Regions from separate parts of the Ovis aries genome. Here region 2 is linked to region 1. Evidence: chromatin contacts called from public Hi-C data. All regions are on one chromosome and are shown on one strand. The core of a region is the stretch at or near the end of the contact, and the rest is flanking DNA. Distances in the headings are between cores, read along the strand shown. Region 1 has its middle 9.4 kb from the start of NSD1. Region 2 overlaps NSD1 (nuclear receptor binding SET domain protein 1).

Region 1 (4,017 bases), core at 706-3,205:
CTTTGAAGAATGTTACCAAAGTGGCTGTACCATTTTACATTTCCACCAGCAATGTGTAAGGGTTCCAATTTCTCCACACGTTCACCAATATGTTTTATTATCTGCCTTTTTGAGTGTAATTATCTTAGTGGGTACAAAATGGTATCCCTTTGTGGTTTGAGTGTGCATTTCCTGAACAACTAGTGATGTTGAGCTCATTTTCTTGTGTTTGTTGACCATTTGTGTATCTTCTTTCAAGACATGTCTATCCAGATTCTTTGCACATTTTTTAAATTGGGTAATATCTTTTTTTGTTATTGAGTTATAAGGATCCTCTATGTATTCTGGATACAAGTCATTTTTGGATATAAGATTTACGAATATTTTATCCCATTCTGTGACTTGTGTTTTCACTTTCTTGATAGTATCCTTTGAAATACAAAGGCTTTTAATTTTGATGAAGTCCAATTTATCTGTTTATTTCTTTTGTTGCTGTGTTTTTTTTAATATTTTAGAAACCATTGTTTAATCCCATGAAATAATTTTAGCCCTTACATTTAGGACTTTTGAGTTAATTTACTATAGTGTGAGGTAGGGATCCAACTTCATTCTTTTGCATGTGGATAACTAGTTGTTCCAACAGCATTTTTTTACACAGACTGACTTTTCCTCTTCGATAATGGTCTTGACACCCTTGCCAAAAAGTCAGGGGCTTCCCTGGTGGTGCAGTGCTTAAGGCTCCATGTTTCCAATGCAAAGGTGTGGGTTCAATCCTTGGTTGGGGAACTAAGATCCCACATGCAGCACAATGTGGCCAAAAATTTAATTAATTAAATTAATTTTAACAAATTAATTAAATAATTAATTAAAAAGAAAGAAAAAGAAAAAATCAGTTGACCATAGAAGCCTGGGTTTCTTCTTGAATTCTCAATCTATTCCATTGACCAATAGATCTTTTATAAAATTTAATTTTAATTGGAGGTAAATTGCTTTACAATGTTGTATTGGTTTCTGCCATACAGTAACTCGAATCATCCATACTTATGCATATATTCCCTCCTTCCCCTCACCCTTCTAGGTCATCACAGAGCACCAGGCTGGGCTCCCTGTATATATATATAGCAACTTCCCACCAGCTGTCTATTTTACACAATAGTGTATACATATCAACGCTTTCTCCGTTCGTTCTACCTTCTCCTTCCCCCGTGTCCACAAGTCCCTTCTCTACATGTGCATCTCCATTCCTTCCCTGCAAACAGGTCAATCAGTACCATTTTGCTAGATTCCATATATATGTGTTAATATATATGATATTTGTTTTTCTATTTCCGATTTATTTCACTCTGTGTAACAGGCTCTAGGTTCATCCACCTCACTATCACTGACTCAATAGATCTATCTTTATGCCAGTAGTACAAAGTCTTTTCTTTTTTTTTATGGAAAAGCATGTTATTTTAACTATAGCAGTGTGTACATGTCAATCTCAAACACCCAATCTATCCCTCCCACCCTTATAAATTATAGTCTAAATTGCCTGATTTTTTTTTTTTTTTTTTGGTCCCATACCTCCATCTTTCTCATTGTCTAGAATAGACATACCAAGAAGTTAGGACTCATTCACTGCTGTGTTGCCAGCGCCTTGGTGCAGAGTAGATGCTTACAGATATTTGTGGATTGAATGAGTAAATCAAATGAAACTTATTAAATGTCTTATTGAATGAATAACACTGAATAAGTACAATGTTTTGGGAAGAAGTCAGTTGGGAGGGGGAAGTTGGGGGTACGATAATGATGAGAGATCAAGGAGGTGCAAGGAGGTACAGGGTATTTGAATGGGGCCATAGCGGGATGGGTGCCCCAAAGAGCAGATGAGAAACCCCTTAATATTTGAGACATGCAGGGAAAGGCAAGGGGCCTCAGCTATGTTTTAAGTGGGAAGGGAAGGAAATTGAGAGAGGTCCCACCCAGTACCTCTGTGTTCTCCAGAGATAGGAAGTGAGAGGGAAGGGAGGGGCTTGCAGGCTCAAGGAAGCAGAGGACAGCTGAGTGACCTTGGGGCCAGAGCCCAGGCTTGGACCTAACAAGTGGGCACTCTCCACTCATGATTGGATCCCCTCCAGGGTTCTAGGGGGAAATGGCTACCAGATAAAAGGTCAAGGGGTGATGCATGTGAAGTCAAGGCCTTGGGGCTCAGGCTGGCTGAAGCAGAGGAGAAGCCATAGCACAGGGCCCCTGACCTCAGGCAACATTTCCTAAACCCTACATACGAGCCACCGCTGGGCACACATTGGTTAGTGTGGAGTGTTACCTCCTGTGGGACACTTCTCAAGGCTAAAGTGACCTGAGGCAGATCACAGGCCAACATGGTTGGGGTAGGAGCAAAGGCAAGCCGTGAGGCCAGTTTGAGAGTGGAAGTGAATTAAATGAACCCTGCCTCCCTCAGTGACTTTGGCTGATCTCTGGACTTGTTGGCTACATATTTTCGTCTGTAGATTTGTAATATTCTTGAATCTTTGGGAGATCTTGGAAGATTTTTTTCTTAATTCCTTATATTCTTAATTTTAAACTTACATAAGGAGCTCCTTTAGATTTACTCATAGTTTTAAAAACTCACATATCATTTTTGTGCATTCATAAACAGAAAAATAAAAGTGCTATAAATTAATTAAGGTATTTTTAAAACTTCTTTACATTTGAATGTAGACTCCTGAATCACTTTTTTTGGTTCAGAATTGTTGATGTTCATGTTAATTTGTTCAATTATCCTTCTTTGTGTTATCAGATCATTTGTGACATGGCCTTTCTTAAGGGTGCTCCATGGAACTTCCTTGGTGGTCTAGTGGTTAAGAATCTGCCTGACAATGCAGGGGACACAAGTTTGATCCCTGGTTCAGAAGGATCTCACATGCCTCAGGGCAACTAAGCCCAAGTGCTACAACTCTGAGCCCACACTCTAGAGCCAGGAGCCTCAACTGCTGAAGCACACAGGCCCTAGAGCCCATGCTCCCCAACAAGAGAAGTCACCTCAATGAGAAGCCTGTGCACTGCAATAAGAGCAGCCTCCACTCGCACGTATAGAAAGCCTGCATGCCGAAACAAAGACCCAGTGCAGCCAAAAAGAAATACATGAATAAACAAATATTTTAAAAAATTTAAAAGGGCTCCATTATTGTCCCCAGGATTATCCTTCAAACCACTGATACCCATTCTCTTATGTGGATACTTTCCCACATATGAGCTTGATGAAGCTCATAAATTAGGTTTTTCTCAATTAAATACCTCAGTTTAATAGGATGGATTTTATTTTTTTAACAGCAAGGCCTTCAAACATGCTTTTAAGAATTAGATTTTTCTGTTTTTTAAACAGTGTCTCAGATTGAATTTATAGCTTTCTAGTTACTTTTGTTTTAAGCCTCAGTTCTTAGAAGATACTTTTGTATCTTTTTTTTCCTTTTCTTTTCAGAAGATATTTCTGAAGAGTATGAAGGAAATGTAATGGGATCTGGTTGAGTGGCTGAAGGGAGAGAGAATTTTAAGAAGTCATCAGGAGCAGACTATGAAGAGCTCTGAGGCCTGGAATTTAATTCCACTGGCATGGGGAGTGCCACAATCAGATACAACATCAGAAAACATGAACCTGGGACTATGTGGAAGATGAGTGTGAAGGCAGAGATACCTGGGAAGATGCTGGGACCATGAGTCAAAAGGTAGCTATGGTCTTTACCAGAGCAATGGCAGGAAAATGGGGATAAAGCATGGACTAAATCTGGGGGATGTTATATATAGCATGATGATTATAGTTAATAACACTGTTTTGCATGTTTGAAAGTTGCTGAGAGAGTAGATTTTAAAATCTTCATCCAAGAAAAAAAATTTTTGTAATTGTATATGGTGATGGATATTAACTAGGCTGATGTAGTGATCATTTCACAACATGTATAAATATTGAATTATTACATTGTATACTTGAAACTAACACATGTTATATATCAGGTATACCTCAATATTAAAAAAAAAAAAATGGACCAAGAATGGCTT
Region 2 (4,017 bases), core at 970-3,469, 92 kb before region 1:
GGAGTAACACAAGGGTGTCTATTCACTCTACTTGTCCTCAACAATGCACTGAAGGATTAAGCTAGGGCAATTAGGTAAGAAAAAGAAACAAAATCTACCCAGATTAGAAAGGATGAAGCAAAACCATCTCTTTTGGCTGAAGACATTGCAACCCCATGGACTATAGCCTGCCAGACTCCTTTGTCCATGAAATTCTCCAGGCAAGAATACTGGAGTGGGTTGCCATTTCCTTCTCCAGGGGAACTTCCTGACCCGGGGATCGAACCCATGTCTCCTGCATTGCAGGCAGATGCTTTACCATGCGAGTTACTAGGGAAGCCCAGGAAATACTAAGGAATTCATAATAAAACGATTAGAGCTTAAAAAAAAAAGTTCAGCAAGGTTGCAACACATAAGATCAATATATAAAAGTCAACTGTGGGAACTCAAACCGGGGCTCTGTAACAACCTAGAGGGGTAGGATGGGGAGGAAAGTGGGAGGGAGCTTCAAAAAGGGAGGGCACGTATGTATACCTATGTCTGATTCATGTTGGTGTTTGGCAGAAACCAACACAATTCTGTAAAGCAATTATCCTTCAATTAAAAAATTAAGTAAAAAAATTTTTTTTAAAGTCAACTATATTTCTTACATACTAGCAATGGGAAATCCAAGAATGAAACTAAGAAAATAATCTTATTTATAATAGCACCAAAAAAGGATAAAAATACTAAGGGACAAAACGAACAGAAGAAATGCAAGAGTTGTACACTGAAAACTACAAAACATTGTTGAAAGAAAACAAAGATGACCTAAATTAATGAAATGCCATCTCTTGTTCATAGGTTGGAAAACCTAACATTGTTACAATGCCAACACTGCTCAAATTGACCTATGATTCAGCACAACCTCTATCAAAATCCCAGCTGGCTTTTCAGCAGAAATGATAAGAAGCACCTAAAATAAATACAGAAATGCAAAAATCCAGAAGAGTCAAAATGGTCTTGAAAAGGGATAACGTTGGAAGACTTGTACTTTCTGATTTCAGAGCTACACTAATTAATTACTACAAAGATTAAGAATTTGTGGTACTGGCATATAGACAGACATATATAGTAATAAAAAAGAATTGAGAGTCCAGAAATAAACTATCACATTTATGGTCAAAAGATTTTCAAAGAGGGTGCCAGGACCATTCAATGGGGAAAGAATACCCTTCTTCACAAATGGTGCTGAGACAACTAGATTAACAATGGTTACTTGAGCTATGAAACCAAAAGCACAAAGAACCAAAGAAAAAATGGGCAAATCAGACTTTGTCAAAATTAAGAATGTCTGTGCTTCAAAATATATGATTATAAATAAAAATGGTGACCCACAAAATATGAGAAAATATGTGCAAATCATATCTAATAGTGGACTTATATAGAGACCATGTAAAGAATTCTTACAATTAAATAATAAAGACAAACAGCCCAAAAAACATTTTAAGTGATCAAAAAACATATAAAAAAAGATGTTCAATATGGTCAGTCATCAGGGAAATGCAAATCAAAATCATAGTAATGAAATACCACTTGACACCAGCCAGGACAGCTTTGTCAAATAGGTGTATATGTAAAGGTAGACACCTTTGCAAAACATTCTGGCAGTTCCTCAAAACTTGTACAGCAGGAAGGCAGAATCAGTTAAGAAGTTACAGTACCCCAGGGCAAGTGCAAACCCATGAAAAACAGCACTGAAATGGATTAGAAGAGCCAATTCACTTTACCTGAGACTGCCACTCTAAAAGCAAGCACAATTGAGCTCCCCCTTAAAGCTGAATGTTGGAGGTGTCCAACATTGCAGTTTTTTCGTTTCTGTCTAATCTGACTGGGAACCCAAGAGAAGTCACACAGTTTGGACTCTTGGAGGCACTACAAATAAGGGAGAGAGGGAACATGTTGTGGAACCAGAGGGGCTATAGTGACATAGACAGGGGCCAGATTGGTAAGACTGGGAGAAAGTACTAAACTCCTGGCTTCTCTCTACAAACGGAGGTAAAAGAGGGAGTATTTGGAAATCTGGATTTTTAGAAAATTGACCAAGGGACTAGTACCTGTTTGGCCTGCTTGTGGAAGCTAACAGAGAGCTGGCTTCTTCAGATACCTGGGAGCTGCTGAGAATTAAAGACAGTGAGAAAGCTTGTTGCAATAGCAACAACTAACTTGCAGTACTGCAGAAAAACACAAGAGGAAGCAAGAGATTGCAAACTCCTGAAAAAGAAACAGACAAACCTCTCTGATTAGGAAACTACACACACAAGCCCACAGAAGCCCATTCTACAAAGATTCCAGAGGTCCCCAGAATCTCTAGCCAATATGATTGGTATGCCTTCCCCTATATGAAGCCAGTCTGTAAAGACACAAAAAAGTGGCTGTTTAATCAAATTCAAATGCATGAAACTAGGGCCAGGGGGGTAGGGGTAGGAGGGATTATGAAATATATGAAGAAACAAGGAAACACATCCCAAAGAATCAAAATAAATCTTCAGAAACTAACCATAAACTAACAGAGATCTATGAATTATCAAAGAATTCAAAACAATTGTATTAAGGAAACTCAGTGATCTACAAGAGAACACCGATGTCTAAAAGAAATCATGACAGTCAACAAAAAACAGTAACAGTCAAAAAAAATACTAGAATTCTTTAAGACTAAAATACTATTTTATAGAAAAACCTGTAAGTACTTTTTAAAATCCAGATGCATATCAAAATTATCTTGGGATTTCTTGAAGAATACAAATGCCCAGATAGTACTTTTTTCTCCAAAGCTCTAGAAGTGTTTCTAATGAGTGGTCATGTTTAAAAACAAGTACACTCTATGATGATTTTTAAATTATCTAGTTTATTTTACTTCTTCTATTTCAAAATCAGTGCTACTATTTTATTCAGCATGTTTTCTAATTTCTCCATCCTTTTTAAAAAATTTTTCTTTCTTAAGTCTTTATAAGCATAATAGAAAAGCTTTTGTGTGGGTGTATGCATATATATATATATTATGTATAACATATATTTTGGAAAAAATGAGTTATTGTCTAGCAAAAAATTTTATGACATTCATTCCATTTGTTTGACTTAATCTGAATGCGAGATTTCTAATTTATATTCACTCAAAACTTTGATATAATTCCATGCATTTTGGCATCAAGTATTACAGCTAAAAGTTTAGAAAGCTTATCATCTTAGTGATTTTAAAACACCTTTTGAATGAGGCTTGAAATTTCTAATCCAATTCTGAGAACCTAAAGAAATACTATGTTCTGTAAAAAACAAACAAAACTAAGAAATTAACATGTGATACAACATTATTAACTAAACTACAGACTTTGTTCAAAATTTCACACATTTTTATCCTAGTATCCATTATTTGTTTTCTTTTCATACCTTATTCAAAACTCCACTTTGTATTCAACTACACTGAGCAACTGAAGCTGCATGCAACAAATTCTGGAAAAATCTCTTTGCATTTTTATTTTCTATTTTCTTGCTATGGCTTCTTAAGATACACCCACTGTTTAAAAGTGGACAATTAATTTCCAAACACAAGGGATTTTAAAAGTATCTTTGATATAAATTTCTCATTCTGATACTAATTGCTCATTTAAATGCTTACTTCTCTGCAACTGCCCTTTGTGCTTTTTCAGTCTTCTAACTTTACTGAAGCTTTCAATGGCTAGGTCAAAGATCTTTCTTGGTAAAGGTCACATTACACTTGAAAATATACAGGTTATTTTCCAAAAAATCATTTAAATGCTTTCTTCTGTGCAATCACCCTTTGTGTTTTTTCAGTCTTTATTGAAACTTTCAATGGCTAGGTCAAAGATCTTTCTTGGTAAATGTCACATTACACTTGAAAATTTACGGGTTATTTTCAAATATCTTTTGCTACTGATCTCTAACATAATTCCACAGTGATAAGATAACACTCTGATTTCAGTACCTTTCAGCTCAGTTCAGTCTCTTTGGACTCTTTGCCACCCCATGGACTACAGCACG

What was found. Hi-C and Micro-C count contacts between places; a contact is called where the count stands out from the background.
Region 2: a contact with region 1 is called in a Hi-C map of liver, with 1.9 times the contacts expected there. The contact joins two enhancer-like sites. A contact is called at or near these places in 5 of 16 Hi-C or Micro-C datasets (hypothalamus, liver, muscle and 2 more).

The regions. Positions count from the first base shown.
Region 1 is chr5:36,316,304-36,320,320 of ARS-UI_Ramb_v3.0, reverse strand. No RefSeq gene overlaps it. Among named protein-coding and RNA genes, the nearest start is that of NSD1, 9.4 kb to the left of the region's middle. Within about 2 kb of position 1,955, at least 2 of the 54 cell types and tissues checked have an H3K27ac peak or open chromatin away from gene starts, as enhancers often do. A contact at or near this core is called in liver, where this site is marked.
Region 2 is chr5:36,408,498-36,412,514 of ARS-UI_Ramb_v3.0, reverse strand. The region is part of intron 6 of NSD1 (nuclear receptor binding SET domain protein 1); the gene reads right to left. Among named protein-coding and RNA genes, the nearest start is that of RAB24, 69 kb to the left of the region's middle. Within about 2 kb of position 2,219, at least 2 of the 54 cell types and tissues checked have an H3K27ac peak or open chromatin away from gene starts, as enhancers often do. A contact at or near this core is called in liver, where this site is marked.